Linked DNA regions of Mus musculus: regions 1 and 2 are each linked to region 3. The links are chromatin contacts, called in public Hi-C and HiChIP or PLAC-seq maps. All regions are on one chromosome and are shown on one strand. Each heading gives the region's core, a stretch centred on a gene start, on an enhancer-like site or on the middle of the called end of the contact. The rest is flanking DNA. Distances are from core to core; before and after follow the strand shown. Region 1 holds the start of Atg16l2 (autophagy related 16-like 2 (S. cerevisiae)). Region 2 holds the start of Coa4 (cytochrome c oxidase assembly factor 4). Region 3 overlaps Relt (RELT tumor necrosis factor receptor).

What was found. Hi-C and Micro-C count contacts between places; a contact is called where the count stands out from the background. HiChIP or PLAC-seq counts read pairs in DNA pulled down with a chosen protein or histone mark.
Region 1: an H3K4me3 HiChIP or PLAC-seq map of bone marrow-derived macrophages shows a contact between it and region 3, with 7 times the contacts expected there. The contact joins the promoter of Atg16l2 here to the enhancer-like site in region 3. A contact is called at or near these places in 4 of 39 promoter capture datasets (embryonic stem cells, hematopoietic stem and progenitor cells, hippocampal neurons and 1 more), 1 of 484 Hi-C or Micro-C datasets (the N1E-115 cell line), 7 of 115 datasets of contacts at active chromatin or transcription factors (astrocytes, bone marrow-derived dendritic cells, bone marrow-derived macrophages and 4 more) and 2 of 9 other capture datasets (adipose tissue and macrophages).
Region 2: a contact with region 3 is called in a Hi-C map of erythroblasts, with 2.9 times the contacts expected there. The contact joins the promoter of Coa4 here to the enhancer-like site in region 3. A contact is called at or near these places in 12 of 39 promoter capture datasets (the 3T3-L1 cell line, 3T3-L1-derived adipocytes, the C10 cell line and 8 more), 8 of 484 Hi-C or Micro-C datasets (CD8 T cells, bone marrow-derived macrophages, cortical neurons and 4 more), 9 of 115 datasets of contacts at active chromatin or transcription factors (acute myeloid leukemia, bone marrow-derived macrophages, embryonic forebrain and 6 more) and 3 of 9 other capture datasets (adipose tissue, macrophages and pancreatic islet).

The regions. Positions count from the first base shown.
Region 1 is chr7:101,300,326-101,303,856 of GRCm38.p6, reverse strand. It overlaps Atg16l2 (autophagy related 16-like 2 (S. cerevisiae)), which reads left to right and starts at 1,769. Exons shown (of 18, transcript NM_001111111.1): 1 at 1,769-1,956. The coding sequence starts at 1,830.
Region 2 is chr7:100,535,167-100,538,494 of GRCm38.p6, reverse strand. It overlaps Coa4 (cytochrome c oxidase assembly factor 4), which reads right to left and starts at 1,395. Exons shown (of 2, transcript NM_183270.2): 1 at 1,303-1,395. Gm39058 (a long non-coding RNA gene) reads left to right here and starts at 1,376. Exons shown (of 2, transcript XR_869836.2): 1 at 1,376-1,691; 2 at 2,784-2,904.
Region 3 is chr7:100,844,148-100,847,511 of GRCm38.p6, reverse strand. It overlaps Relt (RELT tumor necrosis factor receptor), which reads left to right. Exons shown (of 11, transcript NM_177073.6): 10 at 1-116; 11 at 235-1,664. The coding sequence ends at 282. Among named protein-coding and RNA genes, the nearest start is that of Relt, 18 kb to the left of the region's middle. Within about 2 kb of position 1,956, at least 128 of the 459 cell types and tissues checked have an H3K27ac peak or open chromatin away from gene starts, as enhancers often do. A contact at or near this core is called in CD8 T cells, the N1E-115 cell line, acute myeloid leukemia and 9 more, where this site is marked.

The DNA of each region.
Region 1 (3,531 bases), core at 520-3,019, 460 kb before region 3:
TTTTACAATTATTAAAAAACCTGCCACAACATGACTTCCTACCTAAAGATGCAGCACACTGTGTAGGACCTGGGGATTGGGGGGGGGGGGCTGTTGTCACAGAAGCCTCAGGCCCCAGGAAGTGCTTCTGGATATGATGTGTGAGCAGAGCCAGACTTCCAGCAGGAATACTGGGCACAGTACAGTGCAAAGGCAGGGGGTATCCAAGACAGACACAAGGGGGACTGAGGCCAGTTTGTAGTGTTTTGAGATAGAGTCTTGTTATGTAACCCAAGCTGGCTTGGAACTTACTATGTACCCCAGGCTGGCATCAGTGCTGGGATTACAGTCATGGGCCATTATGCTCAGCTTCACTATAGCTTCACCGAACAACAGATACATATTCCCCTGGGGTGTCACTTGCCTTTACTGTTTTTCAAGTCCTGTAACAGACCCCCAACTTGAGACCCCAGTATCTCAAGGCTTGTCCCCTGCAGGGCCTAGAGGGCTTCCTGATATTGCCTTTTCCCTCCCATCGGTTTATTTCTTAGGGATAACCAGGTCTGCCTTCCCTAGCTAAAAACAGGGCTTGAAGCTGAACCTTCCTCAGTATGTCATATTGTAAGGCTAGGCCCACTGAGTCTCTCCTGTCATTCTTTTTTTTTTTTTTTAAAGATTTATTTATTTATTATATGTAAGTACACTGTAGCTGTCTTCAGACACTCCAGAAGAGGGAGTCAGATCTCATTACGGGTGGTTGTGAGCCACCATGTGGTTGCTGGGATTTGAACTTCGGATCTTCAGAAAAGCAGTCGGGTGCTCTTACCCACTGAGCCATCTCACCAGCCCTCTCCTGTCATTCTTTACCACAGCCTGTATCTGCAGAATTCTTTGCTAGAGACAATTTCATTACAATTCCCCGTGAGCCCAGATTCACTGTCAAATGTACCCACAAGAGATGTCTGTGCTGTCCAAGAGAGGCAGCAGATAGGCCCTGAGTTAGAACTCTGGGTTGCTGGCTAGCTCAGCTCCCTACTACACACAGCTGCAAACGAGGAAGCCTCTTCTCTCCTCTGAGCCTGGGGTTTTCCAGATAAACGGAGTCTTTTCTTAGAGCCCTAAATTTTGCTACCAACTGGACCTCTAAATCTTGCTCCTCCCACGGACAGTTCTGCGTCCTGTCCTAACAACTCTGAAGCGCTGGACCTTGAATCTAGGCCCCCGCGCAGGGTTAGCAAAAACCCTATCGCTGAGCTACTCCCAACGCCCGCCTGCATTGGAAATTTTCATGTCATCAGACCATGTCTACTTGTTCTTTCCAGAGCTTAAGAGTCCTTTTGTCTCCGCTCCCTCTGGGTAACGGTCTTAGTTGGTCCTTCATAAACCCCCACTCAACTGTCACCTTGTAGGTGACAGTGGGGCTCCTTCAGGCAGTCTTCTCTCTTAGACTGCTTGTGCCTGGTGCTTGTCTCTGTACAGCCCCTGGTGGTAGGGTCTCCCCTTCCGGGGTAACTTAGTGAGTTCTGCATCCTCAGCTTCTGACACTGGTCCAGGCACCAAGAGGTTAAGGAAGGCGACCTTGAGGCCCCGCCCTGGACGCGCCCACAGGCGACAGGGAGGCTTCAATCCCTGCTGCTTACTCCGGGACAGAAACGCACACCTCTGGGACTGAGGGTTTTTGCTGGGCCGCAGCAGCACCTGCTTTGAGGTGTCCAGATCTCCCCGACAAAAGCGCTTGGTACAGCCCGGGGATTCCCCGCTGCTGCCGCCCTGACGTCATGGAGTCCCCGGGAGGCTCCGCCCCCCTGCTCGGGCTGGAGCTTTGCGCGGCCGCTAGGGACTCGGCGGCCATGGCAGGACCTGGCGCCCCCTGCGATCCCTGCGCGCCCGCCGCTGTCTGGAAGCGCCACATCGTGCGGCAGCTGCGGCATCGGGACCGCACGCAAAAGGCGCTCTTCCTGGAGCTAGTGCCGGCTTGTGAGTGCGTCCCTGGGGGCTCGGGGATGACTGGCTTTGAGGAGGTGGGACTCCCCGCTCGGGGAGAGGGCTTGTCCCGCCACTCGACTTGTGACTCAGGGCAGCGGCGCCGTCACGGTTCCCGAGGGCTTTGCGTCTTGGAACCTGTTACGCCCCTCTCCGCATTGGCTTGCCTGCTGTTTCCAGCTCTGGTGCTGCTTAGCCCCAAAGACTCAGCTCTGCCTCCCTTGAGCATCCTAGACACAAGCTCTGTCTCAGTGATGGTTTTGTCGAGTCCTTCTTTCAGGCCGTCCCTAGGGCAAGGCCTGGTCAGTCCATTTGGTCCCAGAGCCCAGTTAAAGAAGGCAGGCGTGGCCAGAACAGCCACGGTAGCTGAAAGGAAGGAGCGAAAGTCTCTGGTAGGTTCTGGTACGGATAGGTTATACTGGCGTACGTTCGTGGAGTACCTCAGTGCCTAGCGGATCGTAGCTCGAATGGGGCTCCGGGTTCCTTTAGGTTGTTTGTCGCGCGGCGGAAGTTAAATTCTCATGTGGTTATTTCTGGGCACTTTGGCTAGGAGGAGGAGATGTGTGCACTCCATCCGAGGAACACTGGAGTGCATCTGTATTTACTGCCTTTTGGTGGACTGTGATTGTGTGTTTGAGGCTGAAAGTCTAACCATACTCCCTACTTCTTCCTCACTTGGTGCTAATTTTGATGCACCCACGCAATCAAATTTGTTTTCCTTGGAACTTTGTGAGGGCTGGCCCTCTCTTGGGGTTGGATACCTCTACCTCCAGACAACCCCACTTCTCCAACTGCTCTGATGGGCAGTGGGACTATCGGTTTAAGGGAGGGACCACCCAGGAGAACTGCAAGACTGGGAACCTAGAGACCCAGGTCTGTGGTTTGGGGTAATTCAAGTCCTTTACCTCAGATTTCTTACTTGCAAATGAGGCACATTGTGACCTTGTATGCCGGGGTAGGGGTGCTTGCAATGCCTTGTGGTCTCAGGTAGTTTTGAGAATTTGTCAGGGTCCAGGAACCTCAGACAGAGAAGGAAGGGAGGTGAGGATCTGGCCTGAGGTTAGCAGCCTCAGTCTGCCTGGAATTGGTTTAAAACAAAACAAAACAAAACAAAACAAAACAAAACAAAACAAAACAGCTGGAAGGAATGTGGGTGAGGGGGTCCAAGGTCTAACCACCTATCTTGGGAAGATTTGTTCGATAATTGCTCAAGGGCTTTCAATATTGACCTGGGGGAAGCTGTTGCGTGGAAGTGAGAATTACTTAACTGTAAACCTTGAGGTCTTGGAGGGGAAGCGACTTGCTGGAGGCCATACACAGGTGGTTTTGTTTATTTCAACATGCTCTGGGTCCAGACTTTGTCCCTGGCAGAGGTGAACTAATCCCAGGCCCCTTGCTTTCCTTCTGTTCTCTCTTCAAGTGCTACCTAGCCATGTTTGTCCCCAGCATTGGTGGTCTTTCTGTCCTTGTCTCCTGGGTGGGCTTGTGGGCCTGTGCTGTGATGAGGCTTTGCCAGATACAGATATTCCCCCAGGAAGGGGCAGAGCCCAGCCTTCAGAGGCTTCTTTA
Region 2 (3,328 bases), core at 146-2,645, 310 kb after region 3:
TTTCAGAACCCTACAGAATGCAGCAAGAGAGAACCCTACAGAATGCAGCAAGAGAGAACTCAGGAAAGGCTTCAATAGAGATAACTTCAACCTTTGCAAAAAGTTTGTTACGACGGGGTATAAAGGCGCTAAATGCCTCTTTTCTGTCTTATTCATTAATAGGTGGTTACTGTGTTGTGTGTTGGCTACTATATTAAGAGTATACAAGGGCTGGTGAGATGGCTCAGTGGGTAAGAGCACCCGACTGCTCTTCCGAAGATCGGAAGTTCAAATCCCAGCAACCACATGGTGGCTCACAACCACCCGTAATGAGATCCGATGCCCTCTTCTGGTACGTCTGAAGACAGCTACAGTGTACTTTACATATAATAAATAAATAAATCTTTAAAAAAAAAAAAAAGAGTATACAAACAAGACCAAGCTAGAGACAATTCCTGCCCTCATGGAGTTTACAATCTAGGCAAGTAAACTGGAAGTTTACAACAGTATGTACAGACAGCTGGGAAAACGAGGCAGGTCTAATCTGTCAAGACTTTCTAGAGAACCTGACTTCCAGGATGAAACTCAAGGATGAATGAGTTAGCCAAACATGGGAAAACTATTTCTGGCTAGAGGTAGACACATGAGAGGAATCACAAGTTCGATGACTGGGCTGAAAATGTAGTTTGGTAGTAGTACAAATGTCCAACGTGGAAAAGTAAATTGAATTTGATTCTCAGCCTCGTAAAACACTTCAGTAACTGGAGAAACCAGAAGAGCAGGAAATGAAAATTGGCAGAAATAAGTAAATGATTGATCAGCAAAGCTTTGCAGCCCATGTTAGGAGTTTAAGACTATTATCATGAGGAAAAGGGGTAGGTCACAAGACGATTTAAGCACTTCTCTATATAAACCTCACCGCTACGGAGGCACAATAAAAGGGTAAATGTCTTTGCCTGGAGACCTGTATTATTAGGTAGGGCCGTCAACAAATCATACACACACACACACACACACACACACACACACAAAATAAAATCGCTTTAAGATTCACTAGGTAGACTTTGTAAATAGCACTGCAGTATATGTCCAATACATGTTGTCCTCGGTACTCCTTGAATAAAATGAGTTCAACCCATGCTTAGAAATAAGGGCAGGCTAGATGCCTGACAGCTTGGCAAGGCCTTCTAGTAAGGCATGACAAGGAAGAGGAAGGAGAGAAATACAGGCATCCAAGTCCCCTGAAGCACCTCTCCCAGTTTCAGGAGCACTCCCGCCGTCCCCACTGTGCATCCGGTGTAGGGATGCGTGCGCAGTGCTCACCCGCAGGTGCAGAAGAGCGTGCGAGCGCGTTCCGCCCCAGACGCGGGGATTCGTAGGCAATAAGGACGCCCCCTGTTCTCTCCGCAGGAAGCCGACCCAGCGGGAGCACACACGCGGAAGAACAGAGCCCTCTGCAATTCCCATTGGTGAACTCTCCGTGTAGAGCCCGCCTTCAGCCCGCCTCTTCCGGGAAAGGGCGGAAGGAGCGGACCAATGGAGACCGGATCCTAGGGAAGGCACCTTGGATCGTTCTGAGAGACTGTGTACACACCCTCAGGTGACTCCAGGCCACCTGAGAGTGACGGAGGAGGCGGGTAGCCATTATGCCTTTTCATCAGCAAGAGCTCTGACTGGACCCATGTCTGAAGTGTTACCGCATGGGTTGCCAAGTAAGCTGAAGGGCACAGGATCCAGAAAAGGAATTTCAAATGGGACATTTTTCATTCCCAAGTAAAACAAAGAAACATGTATGCACAGTGTGTCCCATGCCATAACTAGGATCTAGAATGCCCTAATTGCTGAAGTGAAAGGAAGAGGCATTTTCTATTTACATTTGTGTATTTATGTGTGGCGTTGAGGTACACGTGTGGAGAGCAGAGAACAGCAAGAATTGATTCTGTCCTAACATGTGGGTCCTGGTCTTGAACTCAGGTTGTATGGTGGCTGGCAACTTTACTCAGGAACCATCTTGCAGGGGCCAAGGGATTGATCTTTCCTCACTCTGCCTGCCTTCTCTTCCCCACTTTCATTGACAGTGCACACAAGCTCCCTGGAGACCCTTTTCTTAACTTTCCATCTCTCTAGGCTTCAGGGTGGAAAGTGAGTTATTGCACCTAGCCATATCCAGACAACTCTAATCCTCTTTTACCTCTGAATGGCATTCTGTGTCATTCCTGACCATTGAATTCTCTCTCTCTCTCTCTCTCTCTCTCTCTCTCTCACACACACACACACAATCAACCTTCCTAAATTCTGTGAGAAAAGCTCATTTTATTGATTATCTGTCATTTCACATACCATTATTATGTTTTGTATCTATTTTTGGTTTTGTTTTGGGTATTTTATTTGTATTTGGGGGGATAGGGTCTCACTATGTAGCAGTAGCTACTGTGTGTAGTAGCTAGCCTTGAATATGTAGTTCAGGCTGGCCTCAAGCTTGTGGCTTTCCTGCCTTAGCTCTCCGAGTGTTGCAATGACAAGTGTGTGCCACCGGGACCAACCTTGAAGCTTAGTTCTTTACTATGATAAGTGAAGATCATCACACATATTTATGATAAATACATATAGATCATCAAGCATATATGTACTTATATATGTATTTACCATATATGTGTATTTATCATATATCTATGTCTGGTGATTTTCACCTGTCATCAGAGAAGATAAAATTCTACTTTATAACCAGTAAACAAGATAAAATTACTTTAGCAACTTTCTCTACATATAATGAACTTCACCTCTAAAACTTTTTTTTGAAACAGGATTTCTCTGTGTAGCCCTGGCTATCCTGGAACTTGATCTATAGACTAGGCTGAACTCAGTCTCCAAGATCTTCCTTCCACTGTCTACCAAGTGCTGGGATTAAAGGCATGTGCCACCACAGCCTGGCTTTGTGGTTTGATTTATAGTCAGTCTTTCATTGTATTTCCTCCAAAGTCAGTTTGCTTTCCTCAGTTTCAACTGACTTCCAATATAGGTATGTGGGGTGTGTGTGTGTGTGTGTGTGTGGTGGTGGTGGTGGTGGTGTTCCTATGGGTCAATTACATAAGTGTATCATCTGTACAGATGCCTAAATTGGGTCTTCAAAGAGATAAATATGAAAGTTATTTATTTATTATTTTTGAGACAAGGTCTCACTATGTTGCCCTGTCAGGCCTGAAATGTTCTAGATCAAGCTAGCCTTGAATTCACAAACATCCACCTGCCTTTACTGCCAAAGTGCTGGGATCAAAACTGCCCTAACTTACCCGCAAGTTTTTATTTTTGAGACATTCTTTTGTGATGTACAAGGAAACCATCCATCATT
Region 3 (3,364 bases), core at 707-3,206:
AGGGTGATCTCCCTGACTCCCCACAGCCTGGTCTTCCCCCCGAGCAGCGGGCACTGCTGGGAAGTGGTGGGAGCCATACTAAGTGGTTGAAGCCCCCAGCAGAGAACAAAGCTGAGGTGAGTGCTTGGAGTTGTGGGGGGGGGTAGCACCTGGGTCAACCCTGACAGAAGAGAGGCCCATGAAGGCAGTGGCGGCCTCTTGACTCAGCTCTGACCCTTTAATCCTGACCCCCAGGAGAACCGCTATGTGGTCCGGCTAAGTGAAAGCAACCTGGTCATCTGATGGGCTGTCTAGAATTAGACACTCTGCCCTGTCCTGGGAGGTTCTGAAGGCTTCCTGCAGGAGGGAGAGCTGCAGCTGGGACTGAGGACCAAGATGCAAAGGCCAAGTCCTGGAGGTGGGACCGTCCGCCCCACTGAGGAGGCAGCCTGCGGCACAGCACGTGAGCAGGAGATCAAGAGCCCACCCTATCCCTGCAGTCCCGGTTACTTCCATGCAGGGTGCTGTAACCCTGTGCCTGCCCTGAACACATCATAGGAGCCCTCTGTCCCTTAGAGGTCTGGTTTGGTGGAGGAGTGGTATCTGTACCTGGCCCCAAGCTTGTGCCTTGGGAACTAGCCACTCTTGCCCATGTCCTGGACCCTGGATGTGACTCCCTCTCTTCTGGCAGGCCCTATAGAGGGAAGGGGTAGCAAAGAGCCCTGTACTGGTGGCAGAGTACCTGGGTTCCAATCCTGGGCTTATCCCTAGGTACGTAGGGGAGGAGAACTCAGTTCCCAGGACCTCTCCAGCTCTTTGCAGATTCTGGGCTGAGTCCTGTTGGGGGGAGCTTGACTTTGCTACCCTCCCATTAGTAGCTTTATCTGGCCTGTTTTTGCTGCTTCCTGGGCCTTGGCCTTCATGGCTCCCATGGGACTGTCTATTATGGTGATGCCTTCAGAAGGGGTTTAATGCATGTGCCTGCCCCTACCCTGCTATTTTTAATGAAACTGAAAAATGACTTGACTTGGACAGGGCTCTCTGGTGCAGAGCCTCAGTCCACCCTGCTGCCCTCAAGCTCTGGAGCTGTGGGAAGAGGAGACAGGCAGGCTAGGGAGTGCCTGTGGCCTGTGGTTTTCAATGCCCCTGTGGTACAGTATCTGCCTGAGTTTTGGGTAGCAGGGGTGACTGCCAATCCAGCCTGTCTTAGTCTCTGCTCTGGCTCAGTGCCTCGTTATTTATGTGGGGCCGTGCAGGCGCGGGGCCCACTGCCCATCCCATTTCTTATTTATTGAAACCTGCTGTTGCCCTGCCCCTACATCTCCAGCCCCACACACTTGAGTAATAAAAGGTGGAAAATGTCGTCATGAGGTGCTTCCTTTCCCCGTATCCTCTCTGAAAACTGCTCACCTCCAGGGCCCTGCCAGGTGTGCACACATCGTCCTCCCCCTCATCAGCACCTTCCTCTGAAACCAGGGAAATAGGCAGAGGTGGCTCCTCGTCTCATCCTCACCGAGGTCCCCAGAGGCCAGGTTCCCCAATAGAAATACAGGCTGAGCCATATGTGTGATTGAATGTGTTCCCATAGTCATTCCAAAAAGTTGTCTAAAAAAGGGTAAACTTAGTATTTTTAACCAAGTATATCCAGAATATTTTCATTGCAATATAAAATCATTATGAAAATTATGAACGAGCTTTTTTTCTGTTTAGAATCTTATGTATTTTACATGTGTTGACATGAACTAATTATTTCAAGGGCACAAGAAGCATGTGGTGAGTGGGAGTGGCCACAGCTGGAGAGGAAGCAGCAGTTACACAGAAGCTCACAGTGTGGGAGGGGTGTGATCCATGAGATGGGGACAACATGTGCAAAGGACAGACCAGGAAGTGGCTGGAGGGGCCTCACAGTGGTTAGGAAGAGGCAAAGCCTCGGCCTGTTTGGTCACAATGCAAAGCAGAAACACCCAGAACAGGAAGTTGTTATAGCTGTCTGGGTAACAAGTAACAGGGAAACAGAAGGACCCAAGAGATTCCTAGGGCAGACCTGCTGGAACTCCTTCTGGGATGTGAGATAGGGAACACCTAATGGTGTCCAAGGTGTTTTGATATGAAGCCCTGGAGCTCTTAGGAGACAGATCTGAGTGACAAGAATATCTTACACTCAGATGGGCATTTACAACTAGGCAGAGAGGGTCCATGTTTTAGGGCAGATCCCAGGGCCTGCAGTAAGAAGCCATCAGGGTCCTGGTGGCCAAGAATGGATGTAGAATTTGGGGAAAGTTGGCTGAGAGGCTAGGAAGGCTGTCATGCCCCAGGGAATGGACAGGGTCTTTGTGAGTTTCCTAAGGGATGTGGTGAGAGCTGGACCAATACCAGGTAAATCAGGAGACACCATCCCATACCAAAGTTGCCATGGCCAGTGGGACCTTAAGTTAGGGTTTTGTCAGTGTGTGGTACACTATTTAACATGGGAAGGAGTGACACATGCAAACACTACTGGAGCTAGTAGTGGAAGCCTAGCCTGTAAGAGGAGACCAGGTGGCTTCACTGAGGACAGAAATCTGGGCAGAAACCAAGGTAGGTGGCTGGCCTAGCAGTGGCAGGAAAGGAGGGAAGAAAAAAAGCCACTGTTAACAAATGGGCAGACATTTTAAAAGCCCACATATCCCTGCTTCTTCCCACATCCTTTGGGTATAGGATACTCTGGGACTTTTGTGAACTGGGAGTAGACAGGGTCTCCTGTGTGTCCAAGGAAATGATCCCTATGGCTGCAGGATGCAGCACATTTGGCATCCATTTACTTCATGTATCTCAGGGTTTGGCTATTCTAATTTGCCTATCCCTTCAGCCAGCCAACTCATGGACCCCACTTAGTACTTAGGATTTGGATAACAGCCAATTGGGTGGCACGTGAAGATAAGAGTGTGTCCTGGAGAGTGAGGCAGGAGGTGGCATCCCAGCCATTCTCTGGGAAAGCTAGATTAGAGACACATTCAGATATCCGCAGGGTGGAGACACCATGTTCAGGCTTCCAGGCTGGTTAGGAGATCTCTCTCACTATAAGCACTTCTCTACCCTGCTCCTGCTTGCTGAGAGAATGGCTTGTTTCATTTGCTTCTTGTGTCATTAACCTCCCAACATCAAAGATATGATGCAGGTGTGTGATATTTTTGGTCTCCACAGCCTCACCTTCCCTTGGAAACGTTCCTACAAATCCCTGCAGCTCTTTTCAGTGGGTGGAGGTGGGAGTTGGAGGGAAGAACAAGTAGGGTCCAATCTCTAGCTCTCTGCCCACTTCTAGAAAATAGCCCTGCCATTGTGACATAGAAATGAGCCTAAGATGTTCTATCCTGTCTCAGATAAGGTATCCTCTCCTCCCTTAATC